Linked DNA regions of Mus musculus: region 1 is linked to region 2. The links are chromatin contacts, called in public Hi-C maps. All regions are on one chromosome and are shown on one strand. The core of a region is the stretch at or near the end of the contact, and the rest is flanking DNA. Distances in the headings are between cores, read along the strand shown.

Region 1 (6,065 bases), core at 719-3,218, 410 kb after region 2:
ATGTAGTGCACCTTAGTGGACATAAAAGGACAGTCCGAACCACCAGACTTGGTACTCAGGTACTTCATTCTCTGAGTATGGCTATTCACCTAAGGCCCTGCTCTCAGTCATCAGTCTCATTTAGAGACAAGGTACTGGTACAATTTGGACAGAAGATTAAAAAAACAAACAAACCCTGGTGTTTTAATGGGGGTTGGGGGAGGCAGGGCAGAGGTGCTTTTGAGACAGAGCCTCTGGTAACTCAGGCTGACCTTGAACTCCTGACCCTCCTGCTTACTGATTCCAAGTATTAAGATTACATGTATCTTACACCACTGGGGATAGAACCTGGCATCTTTAAAAAGCTAGATAGACACTGTACTACTGAGATGCCTCCCTACCCATTTTAATTTTTTATTAGTGTATATTTGGTGTACAAAAAATAGGTTCAATAGAAACATTTGTGTTCAAGAACATCATGTTCTGTGATCAGACGTATTCCCATTACCTTCTCCTACCCTCCTCCGCCCACATCCTGATTATTCCCTTCCTTTTCCTAAATAGTCCACCTTCAACTTTCATGTGTATACATACATATCACCCAGGTTCTACAGGAGAAAAAAAATTATTTGACTTTCTGAATCCAGCTTATTTGACTTAATATGATCTCCAGTTGTATATCCACTTTCCAGCAAATAGTATTTTGTTCTTGGTGACTGAATAAAACTCCATTGTGTGCATATGTATACATACACACACACACACACACACACACACATATATATATTTTATATATATATATATATATATATATATATATATATATATATACTACATACACACACATATATATTACATTTTATCTGTTCACCTAGAATAGGACCAAAGTAAACATAAATTTGCAAGAATCCCTGCGATTTGCTGACTCGAGTCTTTTGCGTATATCCCCAGGAGTGGTATAGCTGGATCAAATGGTCATTCTATTTTTAGCTTTCTGAGGAAACTCCATTCTGACTCTCTTAACAGCTGCAGTCAGTCACACTCCCCCCTGCAGTGCAGAAGGGCTCCTTCTCCCCCAGCGTCTTCTATCAGTGTTTGTTGCTGTTTGGTTGGTTAATGATAAATAAGCCTTTGGTTCTGAGGACAGTGGGCAAAACTGCAAGAAATGTTCTCTAGATCTTATGCTGGATTATATAAGAGTGGATGCTCACATTCTGGGTCTCTCTGTGCCTGAGCCAAGCTTGAATACTCTGGTACACTGCTGTCTTCTAATGTGTGTGTGTGTGTGTGTGTGCGTGTGTGTGTGTGTGTGTGTGTGTGTGTGTGTGTGTGTGTGTATGCATGCGCATGTGTCTCCTCGTAAAGGGAACGCTCTGATTCTTTAAAGAAAGAAAAAGAAAAGAGCTTCAAGGGGGAGAAGATGGTGCTCAGTTGTCAGAGTGCTTACCTTGGATACAAGAAGCTCTGGGTTTGATCCCCAGCATAAACTGGGTAGGCTGGCACACACACCTATAATCTCAGCACCCAGGAAGTAGACAGACTAGGATTTCAAGATCATCCTTGGGTGCATAGGGACTTCAAGGTCAGCCTGGTCTACACAAAATCCATCGTCTAAAAAAAATTTTTTAAACACTTTAGGAAAAAGAGACTGTTTTGTTTTGTTTTGTTTCCAGTTTGGGGGTGGGTCTGGGAGAGGGAGGAAAGGAAAAGCAGAATGAGGGGGACATCAGGAGGCCATCGGTGCTGTCCTCCCTTTAGTCTCTTTCTGGACCCATTTGCTGGCAGCCCAGTTGGCTTTTGAAAGTATCTGAGAGTTAGCAGCTAGCTCCAGTGAGAAAAGCCAATCTCTGCTCCCCCGGAGAACTCCATTAGTAATCTATTTAACCAGTGGCTTCACCTGAGAGAGGACAGACAGCAGCCCACAAGAGACCTCCCAACTCCTTAGAGAGCTCTCAGAAGCAGCTGTGTCCTGCTTCTCAGCCTTGACAACGCTTCCTACTCCTTCCGCCTACAGGATTGTTCTAGAGAAAGACATTAGTGCAGGCATTGCCTCCCCCCCACCCGAGCAACCGAATGCAGCTAGATGCCTTTGTTAACACTCTCTGCAGGTTGCGAATGTCCTGGGAACAGAAGGGGAGCAGAAATCCTGCACTCTGGGAATAACAGCAAAGCTCTCCAAAGCTGAGAGCACAAAACAGATCCCTAAGAACACGGAGAAATTCAGTATGTCTACACTCAGAAACACAAATTTACAGAACACAAACATAAATACCAAATAATCACTGGCAAAATTTTAAACCAGCAATGTAAGATGATTTTGAAAGTCTGTTTGAAGGACTCAGAATTCATTTTCCCATGAAACAAATGTTATAAATACATATAAAGAAGCCATTGGTGCATATCTAACATTGAGCCTGGAATCCACTTCAGGGAATGTGTCCCCAGAGATTAGTGCAGTGGGGGGAAAAGGAACCAAAGATAGCCAATGGCTTGCTGTTGTTAAATGCAAGAACTAATACTGATCACGCCACAGAGTAAAATATTTCAAAATTATTTAGAAAAATGAGTCGTTATGCAGATATCAAAAGTGGCCGAGGGCTGAAGAGGTGGCTCAATGGTTATGGACCTGGCTGTTCTTCCAAAGAAACCTGCTTTAAGACCCAGGACCCACGGGTCACTGTCTGCAGCTATCTTTAACTCCAGTTTTGGGACATCTGTTACCTTCTTCCGGCTTCTGAGTGCAGCAGGCACTCACACTGTGCACATACATGCAGGCAAGAATAAAAATAAATTTAGAGCTGGAGAGGCGGCTCAGCTGTTAAAAGCACGTGTTGCTCTTGCAGAGAACCCAGGTTCCGTTCCCAGCACTCACATGGTGATTCACAACCATCCATAACTCGAGTTCCAAGGAAGCCAATGCCTTTTCTGACTTTCCAAGGCACCCGCTGTGCACATAGGGCACACAGTACATGTAGGCATAGGTCGTAAAGCTAGAAAGGAAAGGGGCTGAAGAAGTAAGGGAGAGGTCCTGGAGCATGCGTAACATGGAAACAGAAAAGAGGTTAGTTAGTGTACAGGTCAGAGGTGCAGAGGGGGACTTAGACATGGAAGAAAACAGTGGGAGAAGGATCAACAAAAACAAATTATGTCATAATAAAAACTAGAATTCTGTATGCTAATGTTAAAAAATTAATTGAAAATAAAATGACCATTGTCTTGAAAAATCACAGACAAATGCATAAAGGTGTTTTCACAATTCTGCTTTTTAAATGTGTTTTTAAAAATTGTGTGTGTGTACACAAGCCAGAGCCACATGGTGGAGGTCAGAAGACAACCTGCAGGAGGAAGCAGGCAGAGAGAGAGAGAGCTAGCCTAGCTCCAGGAGGAAGCAGGCAGAGAGAGAGCTAGCCTAGCTCCAGGAGGAAGCAGGCAGAGAGAGAGCTAGCCTAGCTCCAGGAGGAAGCAGGCAGAGAGAGAGCTAGCCTAGCTCCAGGAGGAAACAGGCAGAGAGCTAGCCTAGCTCCATGGCCTTTCTATGGGCTGCCAGCAGGTGCACCCCAGATTAAAGGTGGATCTTCCTACCTCAAAGAGCTGGATTATAGTGCCAGGCAGTTATGGTGCTTGCGTTTAATCTTGGCACATGGAAAACAGCACCAAAGAAATATCTGAGTTTGCAGTCAGCCTGGTCTACAGAGTGGTTCAAGGGAGGGAGGGAGGGAAGGAAGGAAGGGAAGGAAGGGAAGGAAGGAAGGGAAGGAAGGGAAGGAAGGGAAGGAAGGAAGGAAATAAAGATCTGGGTTATAATTGGACTTCCCACTTCAAATCAGTTAATTAAGGAAAAATCGTTCACAGTTGTGCCCAGACATTTGGGTTTTAGTTCATTCCAGATGTAGCCAAGTTGATAACCAAGAGTAGCCATCACAACCTTTTACTATAAGGAGTGTCAAAGGGCAAATTACAACAATTCCCTTTCAAGATCTTAACTGGCCTTATTTTTTCACCTCCAGAAGTGGACAACACAGTATTCCACAGGACAGTGTAAGGACCACAAGGAGGCAGACAAAGATTGGAGAAATAAGAAATAAAGAACATAGTGTCTCAGTCATTTCAAAGTTACTACTCTTGTAAATCAGGGACAGAGACAGAACATTCTCTGTGTTGGGATGGTTGCTTTTCTGCTCATTTCTTTTTGGATAAGGATTAGAAAGAATGGCGTTTCATCACCATAAAAATTGAAACCAGTCCATGGGGAATTTGACTGTTCCCTCTCATTTCTTCTGACTTCTGGAAAGGTTAGATAAACAGCTTAGTTTGCTGATGTAGAACTTTAGCATGAGTGACACCATTTTTCTTTTCAGTCTCATATGTTGAGGCCCAAACAATGGTCTCCAGTAATGTTTATTTAATGGAACTATTGGGAACTGTATATCAACCATGCATTCCCATTTTATTTCATCAGTGGAACCAATATCCATGACCATTATCTAAAAAGAGATGATCGCTGGACTCTGTGCAGGTACATGCATGGGGTGAGCTTGCTGATGCAGGAGGATTGTGAGAGCCTAAGCTCCACTCTCTACAAAGCCCTCCTCTTTTATCATTCTCTGCTCCTTCATGTTTTCTCACTCGCTTGCACATCACTCCCTCTCTAGCACTGAAGCAGGCACAGGTGTAGACACAAGTACACAGACATAAACACGTGGCTCCACTCCAGTCCACTTGTGTCCTCTACAGCCTCTGAAGAAAATGTTCCCTCTCATATGAAACAAAAATCTTAGAATTTGGAAGGTACTTTGGGATTATCACTGCTGTTTTACACACTCACATACACATAAATGCATGCACACACATGCACACATCCCTTCCCAGAATGTCCCAGATGTATTACTGTCATCTCGGACTCTGATGGGCCTTGAGAAAGTCTTATCCCTACTGTCAGTGGACAGAAAGGAGGTTGCAATAGTTCCTAGGATCTACAACTCAATTCTTCTAATCTGCACTTCCTACCCTCCCTTCTGCTTCATTCTTCTGACTCCACGTTAGTGCTAGAAAGGAAAGAGCAAACTGCAAAGTCTCCTCCTTTTTTTTTTTTCTCCTCTTTTTAAAATAAATCTCTGACTTAGAAATGAAGATCGTTATGGTTTGCACACAAAGATGTCCTAGTTTTTATTGTCAACTTGACACAACCTAGAGTCCTCTGGGAAGAGGGAGCATCAATTGAAAAATTGCCTAGATCAGAGTGGCCAGTAATATGTCTATGGGGGCATTACCTCGATGGCTAATTCTTGTTTTTCAAGACAAGGTTGCTCTGTGTAAAACCATGGCTGTCCTGGAACTCACTCTGTAGATCAGGCTGGCCTCAGTTTGCAGAGATGTATGCCTCTGCCTCTGCCTCTGCCTCTCTGCCTCTCTGCCTCTCTGTCTCTCTGCCTCTCTGCCTCTCTCTCTGCCTCTCTCTGCCTCTCTCTGCCTTTGCCTCTCTCTGCCTCTCTCTGCCTCTGCCTCTCTCTGCCTCTCTCTGCCTCTCTGCCTCTGCCTCTGCCACCTCTGCCTCTGCCTCTGCCTCTGCCTCTGCCTCTGCCTCTGCCTCCCGAGTGCTGGGATTAAATGTGTGCTATCATCACCCAACTTGACTGCTAATTGATGTAGGAGCTGGGACCAGCGCCGTTCACTTGGCAGGCATCATAAGAAAGCTAGCTTGGCATGAGCCTGAGAGCAAGCCAGAGAGTGAACCAGCGGGCAGTGTTCTTCCAAGGCTCCTGCCCTGACTTCCCTCCATGATGAATTGTGACCTGGAAGTATAAGCCAAATAAATTCTTTGGTCACCAAGGTGCTTTTGGTCAGAATATTTCATCACAGCAACAGAAAATCAAACTAGAACAAGAGTTTCTCCCTGCAAGGCTAATATGAATGGCTAGCCCCCAGCTGGTAGCACCGTTCGAGAGATGATCGGATCATGAGGATACTAGTTTCATTGGTAAGTTCAGAGCTAATGGGCTATTAGGAGGTAGGTGGAGTAGCTGAGCCACTGCAGATATACCCGAAAAGTTTGTATCTTAACTCTAATCATCTATACCCCATCCCCA
Region 2 (5,612 bases), core at 1,002-3,501:
AGGGAAATAATTAATTTTAATTATCTTTAATGACTCAGGTGTCCATTATCTACATTCTGTCCTTCTTCCTCACTAAGAGTTTCCTTTTCCTGTTCTTTCTACACATTATGCTATACTTACACATATATTGTAGGCCAGGATCTGCAACTGAGGGTAAAAATGTAGTTGTTTACTCTCTGAAAAAAATCATATTTCTTTTGCACTGAATAGCATTCCATTTTGAACATGTACTAGGTTTTCATAATCCATCTGTTGATGGACAGCTAGGTTGGTTCCCTCTCTTTGCTATAGTGAACAGAGCAACAATAAACATGGATTATGGTTCTAAAGTAAAATATGTCTACAACTTTTCATAGAAGTACACTGGATTCAATTATAGATAGAAAAATAAGTAGAAATCAATTTACCTATAGGAAAAGAATGATTATCTTTGTTATATACACAAGATGAAATATGGGCAGCCATTAAAATTCATCTTATTACTCAATAAAGGAATAGTTGGGAAGTAGGAAAATGGCTCAGTCACTATAGCAACTGCTTCCCAGGCATAAGGACCTGAATTTAAATGATGTCCACCTACATAAGAAAGCCAGGTGTGGTTGTACATGTCTGTTAAGCCAAGCTCTAGAGGTCAAAGGCAAGAGAGATGCAAGAGCTAACTAGCCAGCCAATTACACAAATCAGTGAGTTCTGGGTTCAGTGAAAACCATATGGCTGAGAGCAACAGTGAAAGATACCCAATGTCTTTCTTTGGCTTCCAGATATACATGAACATACATACACACACACACACACACAAACACATATACCCAGAGATACTATAGACACAAATCAAACAAAACAGGAAAGAACAATAAGACTAATACAGCAGTGTCAAAAACTGAATCCTTTTAGGGGAAGAGTGAACAAGAGTGATTACACCATTTCTTATAGAGGTTTAGAGTTAGCATCTCTCAAGGAGTTGGTAAAATAATTAAATTCCATTTGAAATGTTTATGCCTTTGAATAGCATTTATAATAAGCTGAAAAGAGATTTATTTTCATAACATCTTTTCAATTCTTTATGAAGGAGATAAATATACTAAATATCAAATTTCTCTTGTCTTTCATATAATTTTATAAAAATGTTTATTTTAATATTATGTGTATTCTTATATAAATTTATGTGCATCACATGTGTCCAAGTGTCCACTGAGAGCAGAAGAGGATACCAGATCCCTTAGAACTGGAGACACAGGTGGTAGTCAGTTTCCTAATATGGATGGTGGGAACTGAACTCAGGTCTTCCTTGAGGGCAATAAGTACTCTTAATTGGTGAGCCAAATCTCTAGTCCATTTTAATTTAATTTTAATCTTATCAATTATAGAAAGCAACAAGTGAGTCATTTTCATGGAATTCGTATTAATAAATGGAATATATATAAATAAATTTTAATGTAAAAGTACCATAGACAGAAGTCAAATAACTGAACATAGCTATAATGTAGTAGAATAAAACTTTACTTATAAAAGCAGATGGTAGACAGGGACTTGGTCCAAAACCCTCAGTTTACTGCTCCTTGCTTCTGGTTACTTTCTTACTTCGAATACTACTGCATTTGTCCCAGCAAATATTTGGTAAACACCCAGGGCATGTTCTTGATCTACACACTGGGGCTACAGATGTGAACAAATTCAACAGAGCCTTTAACTGAAGTCCCTTATCAATGAACACACATACATAAAATAAAAATAAGTAAACAAGAACATAGCCACGGGGTGAAGCTTGGGAGCTCACTCAGTCTAAGGGTGCTAACTGCACCCACAGGAGGAATTTAGTTCAAATCCCCTGCATACACATAGGAAGTAGGCCTGACCACACACATCCACTGATAACTCCACAACTGCAGGAAGAGACAAAGACAAGAGGCTTGCTGACTACCAGGTAGCTCCCAGCTCAGTGAGAAACACTGTCTCAAGGGAATAATATCCCAACACAATGAAGCAGATCTCCACCAAGCTTTGTACATACCCAACATCTGTAAAACACTAGTCCCACTTCCCTGCCCTTCACATTTGTGATCTACTAGCTAGTTACCTTAAGTGACATTCTACCACTAGCAGCCTCGTGATATGTTTCTAAAGAAAGTTTTTCTGGCAGCGGGTCTTAGCATAATTAATGCAAATGAGTTCAGCTGATTATACCCGTCTGAGACGTGCCCACCCTGTTTGTAGGTCTGCGGGCACAGTTTGTTCGTCTTCTGGGGAAGCTGCCTCCTGTGGTATAGAACAGATGGCTTTGATGGGATTCTGCTTTCTCTGGTGTGAGCCTCTGGTCCCAAAGCAGAGGTTGTGTGCTGAGCATACCAGCACAGCTCAGAAGCTAGCAGCTTCTGCGATCTGAGAGAAAGCACAGCCATGAAAACAGAGCTGGGGCTACAACCAAGGAAGCTACAACAGATCGTGAGCATCAACTAAGGACCCTTCCTGAGATACAGACAGGAAGCCACATGTACAGCCGCAACAATATGGGACAAATTTTATTTCTTATAAATGTGAATCTGGGAAGCCAAAAGAAGAGGAGAGCTAATGCCCCTGTTTGGCTGATGGTGTGACTGCCTCCCTGTATGTTACTTAATATTAATTCCATTTTTTTTTTTCTTGTGAGATAACAACCAATGCATTACATTATTTTCGGGACCTGACAATTAAGAGGATGTCACATAATTTGTGTGCTAATTAGAACTGATACTGCAATAGGTTTCACTCTGGCACTTGTTTTTGTCTTTCCTCCTTTTTCATGCTCCCTCCTCCCCCACCCCATGTCCTTCCAGCCCCAGTGCTCCCTTTCCCGTGCCTTGTGTGTCCTATGACCCTCAAGACCTCCTTTCTCCCCTCTCATGGTTTCTTTTCTAGTTTTGAGACTTATATATAACTGGACCCATGTTCATGCATATGCACATATAGAAATATTAAAAACCCAAGAATGAAAAAGAACTTATTTGTCTTTCTGAGTTGGGGTGGATTATCAGTCCTATCCTCTTTTTTTTTTCAGAATCCTTTTTTTTTCTCACATCTGTATCTAATCCCATTGTGTGCATATACCATATTTCCACCCTCCGTCCATCAACTGATGGACATCTAGGCTGATTCCATTTCCTGGTTATTGTGAACAGAGCAGCAGCAGAGAACATGCATGAGCAAGCATCGCTGTGGTAAGACAAAGGATTCTCTGAGAATATCCCGAAAGTGATATAGTCAGCTCACGGGCTAGTTCTGGGGTGTTTGTTTGTTTGTTGTTTATTTGTTTTTAATTTAGTGTTTTGCAAAACCTCTACCCTGATGTCTTGATGGTAGAATTTACCCACAGAATAGAATTTAATAGTATCAACCTCTCTGGCAAACAGCAATCTACAAGAAAGTGAGACCTGGCTTTAGTCACCTTTGTCACTCGAGATTCTGACAGAGGGACTTGCTGAGCCATGTCAGATTCTCCTTCCTTTCTTATAAAGTTAATAGATAAGAAAATGCTCTAATCCACTGATGGACCAGGAATGTTCTGAATGAGGGGTTAATGTTGTGGGACACCATTGTAGTGGCCACCATTCTTTCTGCTGTACACACAGACACCCCCACCTCATCAAAACTCTACGTAAGTAGGGTAGGTGTCATTTCTGCTGTAATAATCTCAAGCATGCTTGACCAGATCAGCCACATGTCACCATAGTGCCCAGACATTTACAGAGGCAACTTACACACCCACTCACCCTAAAACTACTATTGGGCCTGGCCATGCATTGTCTGCAAACCCAAATGACAGAACACCGTGGCTCTTACCATCACCAACATCAAAGTCCTTGAATGCCAGCTCAGAGCCTGAATCATCCAGCAGGATCTCGCCGTTCAGAGTGAACATCATGGTGTGTTCATTCATATCAACCATGCAGCCCACGACGTCACCAGCTTGCCATGAGCGCCCGTAGTGTTCATTGCCCTGGTGCCACCGCTGTGCCTGTGAGAGGCGAAAGAGTCCCTTTTTACAGAGTCAGACAGACCAGCAGCAATAGGATGATCTCAGTTGGAACTACCAGTCTAGTGCCAGGCTGGGGATAAAGGGATGTCAGGGGAGTCTGAATCCCTACTGTGTACACAGGGGAGGGACTGTGAATAAACCAGATGCTATTTCATCCTTTTGAAAGTTGATCTAACTGTATGTACTATGGCTATGGACTATTCTTCTTTACTCCCGAATGTATAGTTAAGAGCTGAGAATCAAGCTGGGTGCCAACCACTAGAAAGAAAGAAAGAAAGAAAGAAAGAAAGAAAGAAAGAAAGAAAGAAAGAAAGAAAGAGAGAGAGAGAGAGAGAGAGAGAGAGAGAGAGAGAGAAAGAAAGAGAGAAAGAAAGAGAGAGAAGGGGAAAGGAGGGGAGGGGAGAGGAGAGGAGGAAGGAAGAAAGGAAGAAAAACCCCTTCTCATGTTTGCCTTTCTCAAAATGAAACCCCCCTTCTTGATGTTACTTAAACAAAATGAAATTCTGGAAACTTCTCAGTTCCTTTCTAAAATCAGCAAAGCTTCAAATCACACCTAAAAATACTCCGAAGGTATCTGTGAAAATGAACAAGCCCCAAACCAAACATGGATACCAGCCCACTTATAAACACACTTAGATACAACGTTTCAAATGTGAGTTTGGGTTACACTCATTTAAAGGTAAAAAATTACTCATATGACTTACTTTGTCACATGAATCCTTTGAATTAATTTGGAAGTGCCACCTTCATTGTGATTTTTACATAATGTGCTACTGCCTTTGTGTAAAATACTGATAATTGTCTCACTACAACATATTGCTTTTAAATTTTTAAACTAATGATGCATCAAAGGCATTACAACTCAGAATTCCCCTCCCACCTCTGTTGTCTCCTTACCCTACTTGTGTCCCCAGAGTTGAACATCTTTCCTTATCTGTAGTCTCTGAGTGAAGCGGGAATGTCACTTCCATTTCTGAAGGTTATTTCTTGCTCTGGTTCACTATGTCTGGTCACCAGCAAGAATGAAACCAAAGCCCAGTCCCTTTGTTTGTTTGTTTGTTTAGATAAGGTCTCTCTACACGAAGCCCAGGTTGGACCTGAGCTTGTGATCCTCCTGCCTCAGCTTCCTCACTGCTGGGATTAACGTATGCACCACAGAACTGGCTTCTTTACCATTTCTGATAGACCAGGAAGACCTCATTCTTTGACAACATTTTGCTAAATTTCACTGGTTCTGTAGGGCAATAAAGAATCCTGAGATGACTAAAGAGACATGTCCAAGGTCTGCTGTGAGACCAGAAAGGGTTTTGGCATCTGCACATACAAGCAGGGATAGGCCAGGACTCAGCAAGCTACTCACCTTAAAGCCATCAAAAGCAAAGGCACGGTCATCAGAACCCAGTTCTAGATCTGGTTGGCAGCCTGGCCTGCTCCAGCCCACCCGCATGTCTCCAGCAGTGACAGCCTCAAATTCAAAGTACCAGCGCCCAGCCTTCACCGCATAGGTCTTCTCTGCCCTGAAGATGCGGAACCTCTCCCCAGTACCGCTGCACACCTCGGCTCTCGAGGCTGTGGGTTCGAGAGACTGGAGATCATTGGG

Evidence for each region. A called contact is a pair of places that touch in the nucleus more often than the background predicts.
Region 1: a contact with region 2 is called in a Hi-C map of cerebral cortex, with 2.0 times the contacts expected there. The contact joins two enhancer-like sites. A contact is called at or near these places in 1 of 15 datasets of contacts at CTCF or cohesin (pro-B cells), 6 of 484 Hi-C or Micro-C datasets (cerebellar granule neurons, cerebral cortex, embryonic stem cells and 1 more), 4 of 115 datasets of contacts at active chromatin or transcription factors (all in embryonic stem cells) and 2 of 9 other capture datasets (embryonic stem cells and pancreatic islet).

The regions. Positions count from the first base shown.
Region 1 is chr13:12,164,648-12,170,712 of GRCm38.p6, forward strand. No RefSeq gene overlaps it. Among named protein-coding and RNA genes, the nearest start is that of Gm10336, 19 kb to the right of the region's middle. Within about 2 kb of position 1,969, at least 39 of the 459 cell types and tissues checked have an H3K27ac peak or open chromatin away from gene starts, as enhancers often do. A contact at or near this core is called in cerebral cortex, where this site is marked.
Region 2 is chr13:11,755,855-11,761,466 of GRCm38.p6, forward strand. Ryr2 (ryanodine receptor 2, cardiac) reads right to left here. Exons shown (of 105, transcript NM_023868.2): 28 at 5,373-5,581; 29 at 3,817-3,991. Among named protein-coding and RNA genes, the nearest start is that of Ryr2, 350 kb to the right of the region's middle. Within about 2 kb of position 2,252, at least 15 of the 459 cell types and tissues checked have an H3K27ac peak or open chromatin away from gene starts, as enhancers often do. A contact at or near this core is called in cerebral cortex, where this site is marked.